Linked DNA regions of Arachis hypogaea: region 1 is linked to region 2. A link is a contact called in public Hi-C data. All regions are on one chromosome and are shown on one strand. Each heading gives the region's core, a stretch centred on a gene start, on an enhancer-like site or on the middle of the called end of the contact. The rest is flanking DNA. Distances are from core to core; before and after follow the strand shown. Region 1 holds the start of LOC112765263. Region 2 holds the start of LOC112764071.

The links. Hi-C and Micro-C count contacts between places; a contact is called where the count stands out from the background.
Region 1: a Hi-C map of leaf shows a contact between it and region 2, with 2.1 times the contacts expected there. The contact joins the promoter of LOC112765263 here to the promoter of LOC112764071 in region 2. A contact is called at or near these places in 2 of 8 Hi-C or Micro-C datasets (both in leaf).

The regions. Positions count from the first base shown.
Region 1 is chr17:42,317,906-42,324,727 of arahy.Tifrunner.gnm2.J5K5, reverse strand. It overlaps LOC112765263, which reads right to left and starts at 5,505. Exons shown (of 5, transcript XM_025811179.3): 1 at 5,062-5,505; 2 at 4,821-4,898; 3 at 4,630-4,705; 4 at 1,097-1,170; 5 at 592-987. The coding sequence starts at 5,169. The coding sequence ends at 916.
Region 2 is chr17:42,162,842-42,170,029 of arahy.Tifrunner.gnm2.J5K5, reverse strand. LOC112764071 reads left to right here and starts at 2,123. Exons shown (of 22, transcript XM_025809596.2): 1 at 2,123-2,729; 2 at 3,000-3,578; 3 at 3,962-4,164; 4 at 4,319-4,390; 5 at 4,465-4,599; 6 at 5,713-5,831; 7 at 5,913-6,218; 8 at 6,490-6,577; 9 at 6,673-6,778; 10 at 6,870-6,983. The coding sequence starts at 2,682.

The sequences.
Region 1 (6,822 bases), core at 4,256-6,755, 150 kb before region 2:
GAGTGTTAATGCTGACAAATTTTGTAATTTGTAACCATCAATTAGTCAAACTTTTCTTTTACCGATTAAATGCTCATCAATTTTAATAAAAATATTAGCCCTAAGACTTTCTCTTTTCTTTATTTATTTATTTATTAATCATTATGGGCCTTTAGCTAATATTTTTTAAATAAGCTCTTTTTTAATGATGTTTTAAATAAATTAAGTTTATTTTACATTTGAATGTAAACTTATATTTATTAAAAATTAAAAAAACAAACTATTAAAATAATATCTGAAAACGAAAAGAATTCCAAAAGGCGAAACAATACTAACAACAAATAAATTTCTAAAAAATTAAAAACATGACAAAAAATATTAAATATATATTCTAAAAAAATTTAAAAATAAAATTTTAATATAAATTCTTATAATTATTATTAGAAAAATAAATTTTTTATTTATAAAATTTAATAATTTTATGTCGAGTGAATTTTTTTAAAAAAATATTGTGAATTATCACATTTTTCTAAAAAAATATAAAAAATAAATTTTATCTCAAATTTTTTTTGGTACACTTTTTAAATATTTATTCAAATATTGCCACAAAAATTCAGATAAAAGATTTAGTAGTTACCTCGATTTTTATATTTCTGCTACATTAAGTCACTAAATCTACCATTAAGTCATTTAACACATACACAGTAAAGCATGTACAAGGAGGGCGAGCATTTGATGCTACAAGATATAGATATCTAACTTCTGTTGCTCTTTTTTCTTCTGACATAAAGCATGAAATCAAACTAGCCCTGTAGGACACCATAACTCGAGCATGTGGCTGGATTCCAGCAGCATGGCATGGCATGCAGTGCCAGGTACTTCAAAAAAACTGTCCTAAATGCACTGTAAGGAGATATCTTTGGTATTTGGTTCAGTTTACCATATAGAATGCTTCATTCCAAGACCGTTGCAAGTCAATATAAGGCCCTTGTAGCGGTTAAGATAATCCTGCAGCGAACACAGAAAATGAAATTGTCAGAAATAACCAGAAAATCATTCTCAGATGTGCAACATTCTTTTGAGACCAACAGCGTATAGCACAGAAAATATTGCTTACAATGATATCATAATCATAAGCGTAAAGCATCCCATTCCTGTCATATTCTCTCCTCTTTACAGGATCACTCAAAACTGTTCAACAAAGACAAAGAAATGTTAGTTTAGTTGACAGAAATTCCACTCCTACATCATAGTCATGATCCTTGACATTTTAGTTTTTAGCCTACAGAAAATCATTGGAGAAGCATGAAATGAGAAGAATATAATCTCAGCAGAATATTCAGCACCTCATCAGATTCAGATGAGATCCCCAATATCCAAAAAATAGACAAGGGACTAATTATAAGATCATCCTAATGCCTAATCCCTTTCACTAACTGCTATCTCAAGTCTCAACCACACTATCTCCTCAAATCTTTAAAATTGAATGGTGCTCGTCCTCATCTAAGTATCAAACCGCCATGATCCATTTAAAAGGTATGGAACTTGAGTCCCATATTGGAAATACGGGGCTTCAATGTTATAAGGTCTCGGCGGGTACCTCGCTTATCCTTTCTCTGGGTTTATAGATACACCAGCTGAAGCCTGTTTCTTCCAGGCCAGTAATCATTTTCCATTACTTAATTGATAATTGATTTCTTATTCCCCATTAAACATTACTTTACCAAGCATTTATATCATGCTCAATTAGCTCATCATAAAATATTTACTAATCCAATCTAAGATACAGTAACAATCGAGCAACAAAGTGTATCCAAATCTGTGCACAAGGTTTAAACTTCAAACCAGCGTTTTCTCCAGTAAAAAAGAATTTCAGGAACAAAACAAATTGAATGAGTACGAGTTCAATGCTGAAATATGGAACAAGGCATCTAAGATCACAAATCTTCTCTTTCATTTTTCCTTTCCCATTTATGGAGTGATGGAAACAACAGGGCAAGAAATTACATTTATGATGGGTCCAGCGAAAAAATTCAGTACATCTAACCATTAGAGAGTGAGTACCACATTTACAAATGCTAGAAATAACGACTCGATCCTTACCTGGAGAAGGCTAAGCAACAAAATCAAAGTGCTCGTTGTCCCAAACAATAAGACTACTCTAGGGTCTAGGCAAATCACAATGTTCAATCAACCATTTTCCTCTTGGCAAAAATATATTAATTTTAATAAGAAGACATAATACTATGCTTGTTCAAATTTCTTAAATGAATTTGTGATTGGAATCTCTGGTAACGTCCACATGCAGATTTTAAGCTCTAAGTTGATGACAAACAGTTGATTCCATATTTCAAACGAGCATCCCATTTATGCAACAGCATTACTCTGAGGCTTTTTCTTCCGATAGGAATTCTGAGGCATGATTTTAATATCGTAAGTTTGAGATGGATAAAACAATTAAGAAAACTTAACAAACATTATTAATTATATAAGCAGTGACATTACGGGCAAATTATGCCGTTCCATTTACCAAGCATGAAATTACCAAATCTTAGCAAATAGGTAAAAATGAAAACTTCTTTATAACTATAAATTCCAACATAGTAACATACCAATAAGTTAAGAGTAGTGAGCACTTGTTGATTGGTTATATTAAAAACAAAATTCCTATCACTCTGCACAGGAACAAAATATACTACTACTCTGTAATCTGCATACAATTCGGCACTTATACAACTATACTGTTCCAAGGTGCCATACTTTTAAACTATTAAAGAAAATATAACAAACTAAAAATAGAAATAAATTAAAACCTACTAAATTGTCATAAGGCACAAGCATTCCTCACTTGGATCAAACAAGAATAATCTATTCTCTATTTGCATCATTTTGTCCACTGATTACTCCTGCTCCATAAAGCAGAGACAGAACATTTGGGACAGAACATTTGGGCATTGGGTGCATGTATCATGCAAGTGGCTGCATTGCAATTTGTGTGACACAAAGACAAAACACGCCTACACATGTTGCAACAGCATGGTAATGCTTCTCAAGTTCAGTCATTGTCAACAAGAACAATGTATCCCTGAGATACGTTGATTTACACACAAGGACTGTTTCTCAGCCTACAAGTAGCAACTTAGACTTCATTTCACTTCGATCTGAATCAACATAAAGACAGAACAGAAGTGATATTATTGATTCTAACTGCCCAAGTTCTCAAGATATTGACCTAGAGAAGCTTCCTACAGATAGGATTCTGGAAACATGAGCAGCATGAATACAGAACAGACACTTGCTGGAAAAAGTAATGGGACGGAACATGATCCATATCAGAGTGGATCTTGTGATATGTATTCCAATGAAGCATACACACACTGCATTTACATAATTTACCAGGCACAGGCAGGGAGACAGACCATCATCTAGTGCAGGTAGAAGTGCAAAAATGGTTAAGAGACCCTCTAATCCTTGTATATGCAATGTAAACTTGGGGGGGAGAGAGAGAGAGGCACACACACATGCCCCCCATGAAAGCAGATTTCTGAGCATTTCAGCAGCATTAATTTATCAGATAAACCACCAAACCACCTTTTTTATTCTCCCATCTTTGCCACTTTGTAAGATTAGCATGGTGGGAAATTCAGAAGTCCTGATTTCAGGGATCAAAATTTGCCAACGTATGGTAGTGGAGTTAAGATGAATAGCTCCAATTCAGCCAAGCAGAATGGAGATAGTCTGCAACTCAGGGAGCCCAATCTTGAAAAAGAAACTCCAGATCAAAATAGATTGGATGTTTCAGAGCCCTCACAAAGTATCTCTGAAAGCACAATTGTATTTAACAGAAACCCGGCTGAGTTCACTGCACTAGAAAATGGTAATCCATATAGTATCAGTGGAGAAATCTGAAATTCTAGGATAGCCCCTCAAACAGAAGGCGTGGATGGGTTAACTTCTCTGCATGGATACAAGCAAACGAACACTCAAAGGTCCCAAAATGAAAGGCATTGAAACCACTATAAAGTTGTGCATAATTATGCTGCATTTTGCTCGATACCTTCATGTTAAAACTTTTAGCTTATACTTCCTTTATTTTCCTTTTCTTATATAAATAATTCTGCAGAGGACTTTGACTTGGAACACGAGACTTAAATAGCCGATAAAAAGTTTTTTATTTTCAAGTTTCAATGAAAAAACATACTTTTGAATTTAAAACTGAATTTCATTATCATTAGCATTCAAGATTTGCTGTATATTTGTCAGTGTTCAAGATTCCAAAACCCCTTGTCCTCAACTCCTCAGCTCCTCGCCCATCAACAGCAAATAAAATCCATATTCCAAACAATATCACAACTATCCGATTACTTGTAGCAACAAATTGCAGACACAGAGATAGATGCGGAAACAACATATCCTCGAAAAAGCCCAAAGGACAACCCAGACCTCTACTATCATAAATAACCACATTCACTGCCTCCCTGGGGAGTGATATACAACAATTTCATAATTATTGAACCATCATCAATTGCCTAAATTCTATATGGTATAATTCAGCACACAATCTCTATCATTTGAGCATCAAGCTATATGCTCAAATTAATTTAAAAAATTACAATTAAAGAAGGTTAGGTGTGAAAGGACCAGACTAACCCTGATAAGCCTCGTTTATCTCCTGGAACCGCGTGGTGGCAGCACCTTGGTCTTTCTGCTTGTCTGGGTGCCATTTCTGCCTCCACACAAAGCAATAAATCACACTTAAAAAGAAATAAATAAAACTATTCCAACAAATGGAACCCTAAACACTGCAACACAAAGAATTACACATAGAAACAAAAACACACCAGAGCTAGACGAATGTAATTAGAACGAATAGCATCATCCGTAGCATCGTAATCCACTTCCAATATCTTATAATAATCCTGCCAAAATAAACAAAATTCCAAAACTTTAGTTCCTAAAACAAAAGAAACTGCAATAATAATAATCCCTAGTTTTCAAACTGAGTGAGGGTAGTAAAAAACCTAAAATTGGAAAAAATGAAGTAGAAATAATGGTAATAAGTAAAGTAATAAAGTAAGTAACCTTGGGCTTAGAGAGAGCAGAGAAGAGATCGAAGTTGAGGTAGGAATCGGTATCAGGCTGGTCGTTTTGCGGAACGGCGTCGTCTAATTCTTCCCATTCCCACATCATGGCTGAAGAAGAAGAAGAAGAAGTAGTGTTTTTCAGGATAAGGCTCTCAGAAAGTTCCCAGGTCTTGGAGGGGAATAGATAAGACTTGCACAAAGATTTTGGAGAAATGTGCACGTATGTTCAGTTCAGTGTAAGTTTTTTTTTTTTTTTTTTTTTTTTTGGGGGGGCGGGGGAATATGGAGTTTGAGTGGTGGTGTTGTCGTGGTGTTGCTGTGTGTATCGGCGTGCCGCGTACGTATGAATTGTACCGCAATTTACCTCTCTTCTGAAAAATGAAAATCAAAGAAATTTCTAGAGATGAGCTAGGGTAAGATGCAACTAGTAATCAACTGATCATTGTGAGTCGGAATTTATCTTTTTAATAGTTAGATAGCTACAAATTAAAAAGTAATATTATACATACAATTTTTTTAATTAAATTCAATTAAATTAATTTAATATTAACAAAATTTATTTTTATCATTTTTATTTATGAATTTTTTATTTAAATAAATGTATTAATTGCTGAAATAAATAATTTTAAAAATTATTATCGAAATCTGTAATCCAGTCTTATCTCGTTTACAGTCTTATCTCGTTTACAGTGTAATCTGTAAACGAGATACGCGCAAGATTATCTTATTTACACTGTAAACAAAATACGTTTTGAATTATTGCATTTACAATGTAAATTAGATACAGTAAGACAAATTTTCAATAGCTATAAAAGGATGTGCAACCCTTGGCATTCTCCACATACATTTCATATCTTCTTCTCCCCCGATTGTCTCACGAAAAGAAGGCAAAAATGTCCAGTAATAGCGTATATAATTGTGTATGTTTACCCCAATTGTCGTATGAGAAACGGCGACAATGGGGTGATATTTGAGTGTGAGAATCCGTTACTGTTCCACACTCGGCGTGTAAGTTCGTTGTCTAAGTTGAAGAGTTTGATATTGAGCAACCTTGGTGGCATAGGGACGAGAGAGATCGGAAGGGTGGAATATAGGTTGCTAGCACCGTGGAGTATAGTTTTCTGGTTTCGACTATTTTGACTCCTTGGGGACGAGCATATGCGACTCATGTTTGACATCCATGGGAGAATCATAGCGGAACAAGTGATGGAGCTTTTCGCCAAGGTTGGAGATGTTGGTCGTGGTGGTTCTGTACACGCGACCTATGTGCAAAACGACTAACCTCTCGCACCACCATCAATTCATGTCGCTATTTCAGTGGAAGACATGGAGGTGGGTGAGGAAGACTCTGACGAAGAGTACATTGTCGATAGTGCCGATAGTGATTCTTCTGAAGGGGATGATGAAGAGGAGTTTGTACCGGAGACGTCGGCCGAGACAGCGGTGCGCTATGTTTTGCCTCCACCCCACCCGATTCCAGTGCTATCAAATGTACCAAGTCACAATCATACATTAAATATGGACGCCATGCATGAGAGAACTCCGTTTTCCAACACTGGGGAAGAAAATTACAACCTAGATGGTGGGGTAGAGTTTCGGGTGGTCCACAGATTCAAATGTCGAGATGCAATGATACAGGGTGCGAGAAACTACAGTATTCGCAGAAGTGCTGAGTATCGAGTGATCCAATCGGACCGATTAAAGTACCATGTTCATTGCCATCAAGCTGCAAATGGTTGTCCATAAAGTCTCCGTGTTA
Region 2 (7,188 bases), core at 874-3,373:
TAAAATATAAGAAGCCAAGAACAAAGAAAAAGCTATCGTAGGCGTCAAAAGTGTGACCCACCATGTGATTGTGGCATTAGTTGGGACCCTTTAAAACTTTGGCTTTTGTATTTCTCATATCATAAGCTTGGAATTATAGTTATTTATTATGTTTTTTATATATTAAGATAAGGACCATAAAGGTGTCCCCACTTGTAACGTTCGAGTTTCCGATGCAATTAAATTAAAATTTAAATGTACCATTCATTCCCTTTCACAGTTTCACTGGTTACAACTAACAAGTATTATATGATAAGCTTATTATTATTAAAGAATAATCCTCTAAATTGATTTCCAATACTTTTTTTACATAGATTAGTTTTTAATTAGATAGTTTTCAATTTCTTTTAATATAAGATGAATTAGTTACAATAAAATGAAAAGGAGAAATTATTCTCTTAATACTTTTTAAAAAAAGATATATATTAGTTTTTGATCTTTTTTAAAAATAACATTTTTATAAATTAAGTTGTTTGATATTTTAAGATATGGGAGACTAATTTTTTATTTTATTTATAAATCAGTAAATGTGTACGTAACTCCTAGTCTCCTATTGAGCTAAAACATACGACCTCGTAGTAACCAATGTCTTTGTTTAGCCGTTTAGATTTTAGAACAAATAAAACTTCAAATAAAATAATGTCTTCTTAAACCGACCATAAGTAATTAGCAGCGTATAAAATGAAATCAAATTATTAAGGATTTTGGCACGCTCCTTTGAGAATCTGGCAACTTGCCAAAATAAATAAACAGAAATATTTAATAACCAAAAGAAAATCAACTAATAATAACTATAATTTATCTTATTTAATAAATATTAAATAAGATAAGTTTTAACATTTTTTTGTCTTTTTAACATTGTCATAAAATAAAATAAGAGATAAAAAAGATAAACATTTAAATTAATATCCAATAAATTTTAGATATATTGGTTATTCTAATGCATTTAATAAACTTTTAATATATTGGTTACTCTGATGCATTTAACAAAATTTTAATATATGTTAGATAAATAAATTTTTAATAAAATTTATTATAAAATAATTTAAATTTAAAAATATTATTATAAGACAAATTAATTTTATTTAAAATAATAAAAGAATAAATTTAATTCATGAAATAATTCTAAAATTTATTGGAGGCTTATTTTATTTGAAGAGTTTTATAATAACAAAAAGGGATTTGTTAAAAATTAAAATTTTCAATATAAAATTTGTTCGAATTAATTTAAGCGATTACTTGTAAAGTACGTAAATATCTTGTAAAAATAAAGATTATATCAAAATCTAATTGTATATTACCATATTAGTTCTAGTTGACCACTAATGACCTGAAGACTATTTTACGCATGAATTGGAATATGGAAATGTATTTTTGCTACCAATGAGTTTCATTAAATATTAAAACTTGTTTTATTTAGAAATTATTTTGTTCATTTAAAATACATTATAAAAAGTCAAATTTGATTGATATGTAAGTTATTACTGTTTAAAACCTCGATCAAATTATACTTTGAAAATAAGATCTAATTGAGGTGACACAACTCTTTACTTTGTTAGTATATATTTAATATTTATTGCACAATTAAAACTAAACAAGATAAAATATGCTTAAAATTTGAATTAAAATTCTCTTAAAAAATATTACACCAAATAAAACAAACTCAATAAAATAACTTAATTAAATCTAATTAATTTTTTAGAGATTCAGCTAAATCTCATTGCCAAAGTAGAATGTAGAATATTTTTAAAATTTTAAGCAATTACTAATTAAAATTAGAGAAACTCTCGGGTCAATAATTTTTAATATTTTTGGCCTTTGTTTATTTAGCGTAAATACTAATTATTTTTAATAAATAAATTTTATTAATTTATTAATTTATGTGTATAAATTTTGAAAAATGTGAGTACAAATTATATTAGTTAATATGTATAAATTTTTTTGTTCAAAATTTTTATAAATATGAGATAAATTATTACTGACTAAGTGCTGGTAAAAAATGGTAATGTAGTATTATTTGTTAAATTAATTTTCTCTTAAAAACTTGACAAGTATTAAAATTAATTAAATTTATAAAATTAATAAGAGGACAGTAGAAAATTGAAAAGAAGCAATGAAAGAGTAAGAAACAAGTAGCAGAGAGCAGCGTAGTGGCTTTTTGAGTGTCTTATTCTCTCTCTTCATGTTCTGAGTAAGCGAGTGAGTGAAATCTGTGAAAGCAAAAAGCTTTTTTAAGTAAGCATCCCCCTTTTTTCATCTTTTAGTTTTGCTCTTCTCCCTCAAATCTCGCACCCCATTTAGGTTTTTCTTCTTCTTTTTTTTTTTTGTTCTTTTTCTTTTTTTTTGCTACCTTCCCTAAGCTGATTCACATTCCTGTTTGGTACACCCATCTTCTTTTTCTTCTTGTTCTTCACTCAAACAAAACCTTAACCTTCTTTGTCACACATGTCAGAGTTCTCTGTTCTCTGTCATCACTTGTTATACTAGTAGCATTCATTTGGTTGGGTAAAAAAAGTTCAATTTTTTATTTTCTTCTGGGTAAGGTCTCACCCTTTTGGCTTCCAATTTTTGATGTTGCATTTGCATTGAGGCGTTTTTGGTTGCCGAGATTTTTGGGTGTTACCCTGTTTCTGCAGGTGAAGATGTTCACTGAAGGACTTGATAAAAATGCACTTAGATGGGTTAGAGAGGTAGCTTCCATTCTCGAAATTTTAACTCTTTCTTTTTGTTGTTCTTGTTTTCTTCGTTTATGAGTGTACACAAACATGGGTGTTTCTCCCAATTTACCTCGATGTAAAGTTCTGATTTTTTTGTAGAATGTTGGTGATTAGAATTTAGAAGTTTTATTTTTTATTTAGAAGAAAGTTTTATGAATCGGCAACACTTTACATCAAATTAGTATTTGTGAAGTTCTGATTTTCTTTTATATTTTCTGTTTGGGTTATTTTGTTGGTAATTAGAAGGATATTCCAATCTCCAGCACCACATTAAGATCTCGAAATGATCCCATCAGTGTAGTGAAGGGTGGTAGTGGTAGAGGGTTTGGGTTGCCACCACCAGCAAAATTCAGAAGTGGGCACATTCCTGCTAATGCAATTCCTGTGTCGTCCATTAACAGTGGTTCTAATTCTGATAACGATGATAGCATTGATTCGGAGGAAGAGGTTTATGGTGGAAGGTATTCGCTGGATTCGTCACCCCAGGACCCCCGAGTCCCGAATGGTGCTCCTGGGAGATATGGGAACCTCCCTCGTAGGGCGCCGCGGTATGGAAGTGATTATACTTACTCGGAGGTCAGTTCTTCAAGGGAGACACTGGTTGGGAGAAATGGTTTTGTTAGGGATCCTTTGTTGAGGGGTGTCAGGAAAGTAATGCATAGTGGATTTACTGAGGATGAATCATCGGATTCTGCAGCCAGCTCTGAATTCTCTACCACTCAGGTAGGAAGTATCAATGGTGCTGTGCCGAGAAATAGAGCATCAGAAGGGTACGCTTCTAGTGTGCCTTCAAGGATGAACACGCAAAGTGCTGCAGAAAAGGTATGCAATTATTATTGATATGTATTGAAGTAATGTCATTATATGCCTCCAAAAATTTTCATAGTCATGGATATATTGGGCAGGAATGTGGCTGTTTTTGTACAAAGTTCTGAAATTGTATAACAGATGTTGAGTTTAAAATAAGGTTTGAAGTTACTAATTAATGAAATCATGCAAAGTTGTTTACTGTATTTTGATTTTGCGACATATGTTTCTCTTCCCAATTACTATCTTCGTACTTGTATAGGCTATATATGTCTTCTTCTTGGCTCATATTATCTACCTCAAAAGAAGTTCTCATGATTGGATTTTTAAATACTTATCCTCGACAAATTGAACATTCATGGCTGGCTAAAATCATCCTAATTTCATGATTTGTGCAGAATGGAAGAGGGTCTGATGATGATGACGACATTCCTAGTGCACCCCCGTTTTGTGGAGCTGCTCCAGAGATTAGACAAGTACATGAGAAAATTCCCACTTCTGGTGTACATGCTATTCCACATAAAGCAGAATCAAGTACATTGAAATCCATGTCTGAGGATACAAAAGAGAACATTGGAGCTGAGTCTGACCAGTTTGTTAGGTTAGTATCTTTGATAGAATAAGTATGTCTCACAACACATAAGTTCATAACCGCTTTAACGGAACATGCATACTTGTTGCTTAGTCACACAATATACAAATGCGTAGTAATCTTATATAATCTGAATTGTTAGTACTGTAACATATTTTTGCAGAAACGCTCCTAGTTCAGAGGCTGCTGCTTCGTCAAATTCACAGCCAGCTCGTATACCAACCTTTCATGCAAGGTATTATCCTTTTTGATTATCCTGAAAAGTTTTCCCTTAAGTATGTGCTTATATACTTTGTAAATCCATTTCAGCGCCCTTGGACCGTGGCATGGTGTGATTGCATACGACGCTTGTGTTCGCCTTTGCCTCCATGCTTGGGCAATGCAGTGCATGGAAGCTCCTATGTTTCTAGAAAATGAATGTGCTTTACTTAGGGATGCATTTGGGTGAGTTAAGACTTTCCTTTCACTACTATTTCTGTCCTCTTCATGGATGCTTGATATAATTAACTTTGATAAAGATAGTAGTGCTCTGCGCTTCATGTAGACAGTGCTGCTAATAAACTGTGCATGGTCTGGTTCCATGATTGCACAGTGCCTTGGAGAATCTAAACTGTGCATTTCCTATGTCATATAGCATTTGGCAACACAATAGGGGGAAAAACTATGCTATAGTGAAAACAATGGGAAATAATAAAGTTAGGAGAAGCTGTAAGTGACTCTAAGTCTAAGTAGAGTAAAACTGCCAGCTAGGACAGATCAGTAACTAACTTACCATTGTATTCCCCATACAACCCTCAGTGTAGCTTCCCCCACAAGCTACTAAAACTGATGCAGCTATGAGTTAGTTAATCATAATTGCAAAATTCCCAAACTCTCTCTCTCTCTTTTTTTTTTTTTTTTGGGGGGGGGGGGACTGTTATGGTGAGATCATGTAACGTAAAAATAAAAGGTTATATTAATAAAAACGACAGCTTAGTACACAAGTATGAAGCATTGAGATCATGTACCTAACCTAATAATTGTCATTGTTTGATTCCATGGCTTGAACTTGTGACTATGAGGTTACACGGAGACAACTCATTGTTCCAAGGCTCCCCTTTGGTTATAGTAATCTATTAAGAAATTCCCAAGTTCAGAAATAACTAAGCAGGGATAATGAACACTCTTACACGTTTTCTAAAGTAAAAGAACTGGATATTCCAAGCTTAGCCTAATTTATTGTAACATCCGATATCGGTATTGCTTTGGCACAATAGAATGTTTTGACAGATATTATTTTGATGCTTAGGACCTGTTTATCCTTGATGCATATCCAGTGCTCTTATATTTCTTTTTCACTTGAAAATTGCCCCATCTAGTAGGTAGAAGTTAGTTGTATTAGAATGTCCACTATCATTGTTATCTGAAAACTATCATGTGTAGTTGCTAAGTCTAAGGAGCTCTTCTATTTTCGGGTGCATGGGTTATAAAATTATTTGTAAGCTATTAACTATCACTTTAAGCTTTTGACGGATCCTTGCATTCTTATCGGATTGTTGTTTTTTTTTCTATTTGTAGATTGCGGCAGGTATTATTACAGTCGGAGGATGAACTAATGATGAAGAGCAAATCAGAGCCTTCCAGTGAGGGTGTTGCTCCCAAACCAAAAAAGCTTATTGGCAAGATGAAGGTGCAAGGTAGGTTTTCATGCTAGTTTACCATTTAAATTATGTGCTTCTCCAAATTGAGTCATAGCTGATACTTTTCTTACTTTTCAGTACGTAGAGTAAAAATGGGCTTAGACCCGCCAACTGGCTGTAGCATGTCATCGTTTGTGACGGATAAACTTAAAATGGAATCTGTGCGACATCGCTTCTCTAGTTTTCAGTTGTCACTATCTTCTGGATGGCAATCACTCAAAAGAATTCGATTTGCACCCCGTTTGCCTGCAAATGGTTCCTTTGCACGACAAAGCTTGGCATATGTTCATGCTAGTACCCGTTACCTACAGCAAGTGTCTGGACTCTTGAAAGTTGGTGTGACAACTCTACGGAACAATTCAACGTCCTATGAAGCTGTGCAAGGTATGTTAAAATGCAATTTCCATATTGTTACTCATTATTATGATATATCTCCACATTATAGGGGAACTGAAAAAGAAAATTTCATTTCCTTCAGTATTTAAATTATGATAATTTTTTAGCTATTTTTCTTAGTTTGTGATAATATTGTCATGGCTAACTGTTGGACCTTTGACTTCAATATACATGATGATTAATTTATTTTCTCATATTTCTTATTTCTTTTTTGGGCCTGTTTAATTCTGTTAACTTCTCTGCCTATGCATTTGATCAGAGACGTACTCTTGTTTTCTAAGACTGAAGAGCACAGCAGAGGAAGATTCCATTAGGTTGCAGCCTGGATCCAGTGAATCCCATATGTTGTAAGTTCTTTTAGTCCCGTACCCACCCCATAAAAACAGAAAATCCTTTTGTTGATTAGGTGACTTGAGTTAATTTTTTTCTCCAACTTTTACAGTTTCCCGGATAGCCTTGGAGATGATCTGCTTGTTGAAGTTCAAGATTCCAAAGGAAAGCATTTTGGCCGTGTTCTTGTCCAAGTGGCTACTGTAGCTGACGATCCGGTACTTTATATTGCCTATTCATGGAGTCTCTAGTGCTTGTAATGAATGATGATAATTGTTGTAAAATTGGTGATGTTCAATCTGATTGCAGGCTGACAAATTACGCTGGTGGCCGATTTATCGTGAGCCTGGCCATGAGCTTGTTGGCAAGATACAACTGTATATACTTTATTCAACAAGTGCAGATGACAATAGTCATCTTAAGGTTAGCTATGTATGCATTGAACTATAATAGTCAGGTCCTCAATTCATGGTGTGCTTTCTTAAACCACACTCATACTGTCACAGGAACAGTCTAAATCTTACTTCCATTTGTTCTGTTTGTAAATGCACGTTTGTCTTTTGAGTAATCACTCTTTCCTTTTTCTTGTTGTTTTTCTTTTTTTGTTAATTTAACATTTATATTTCTA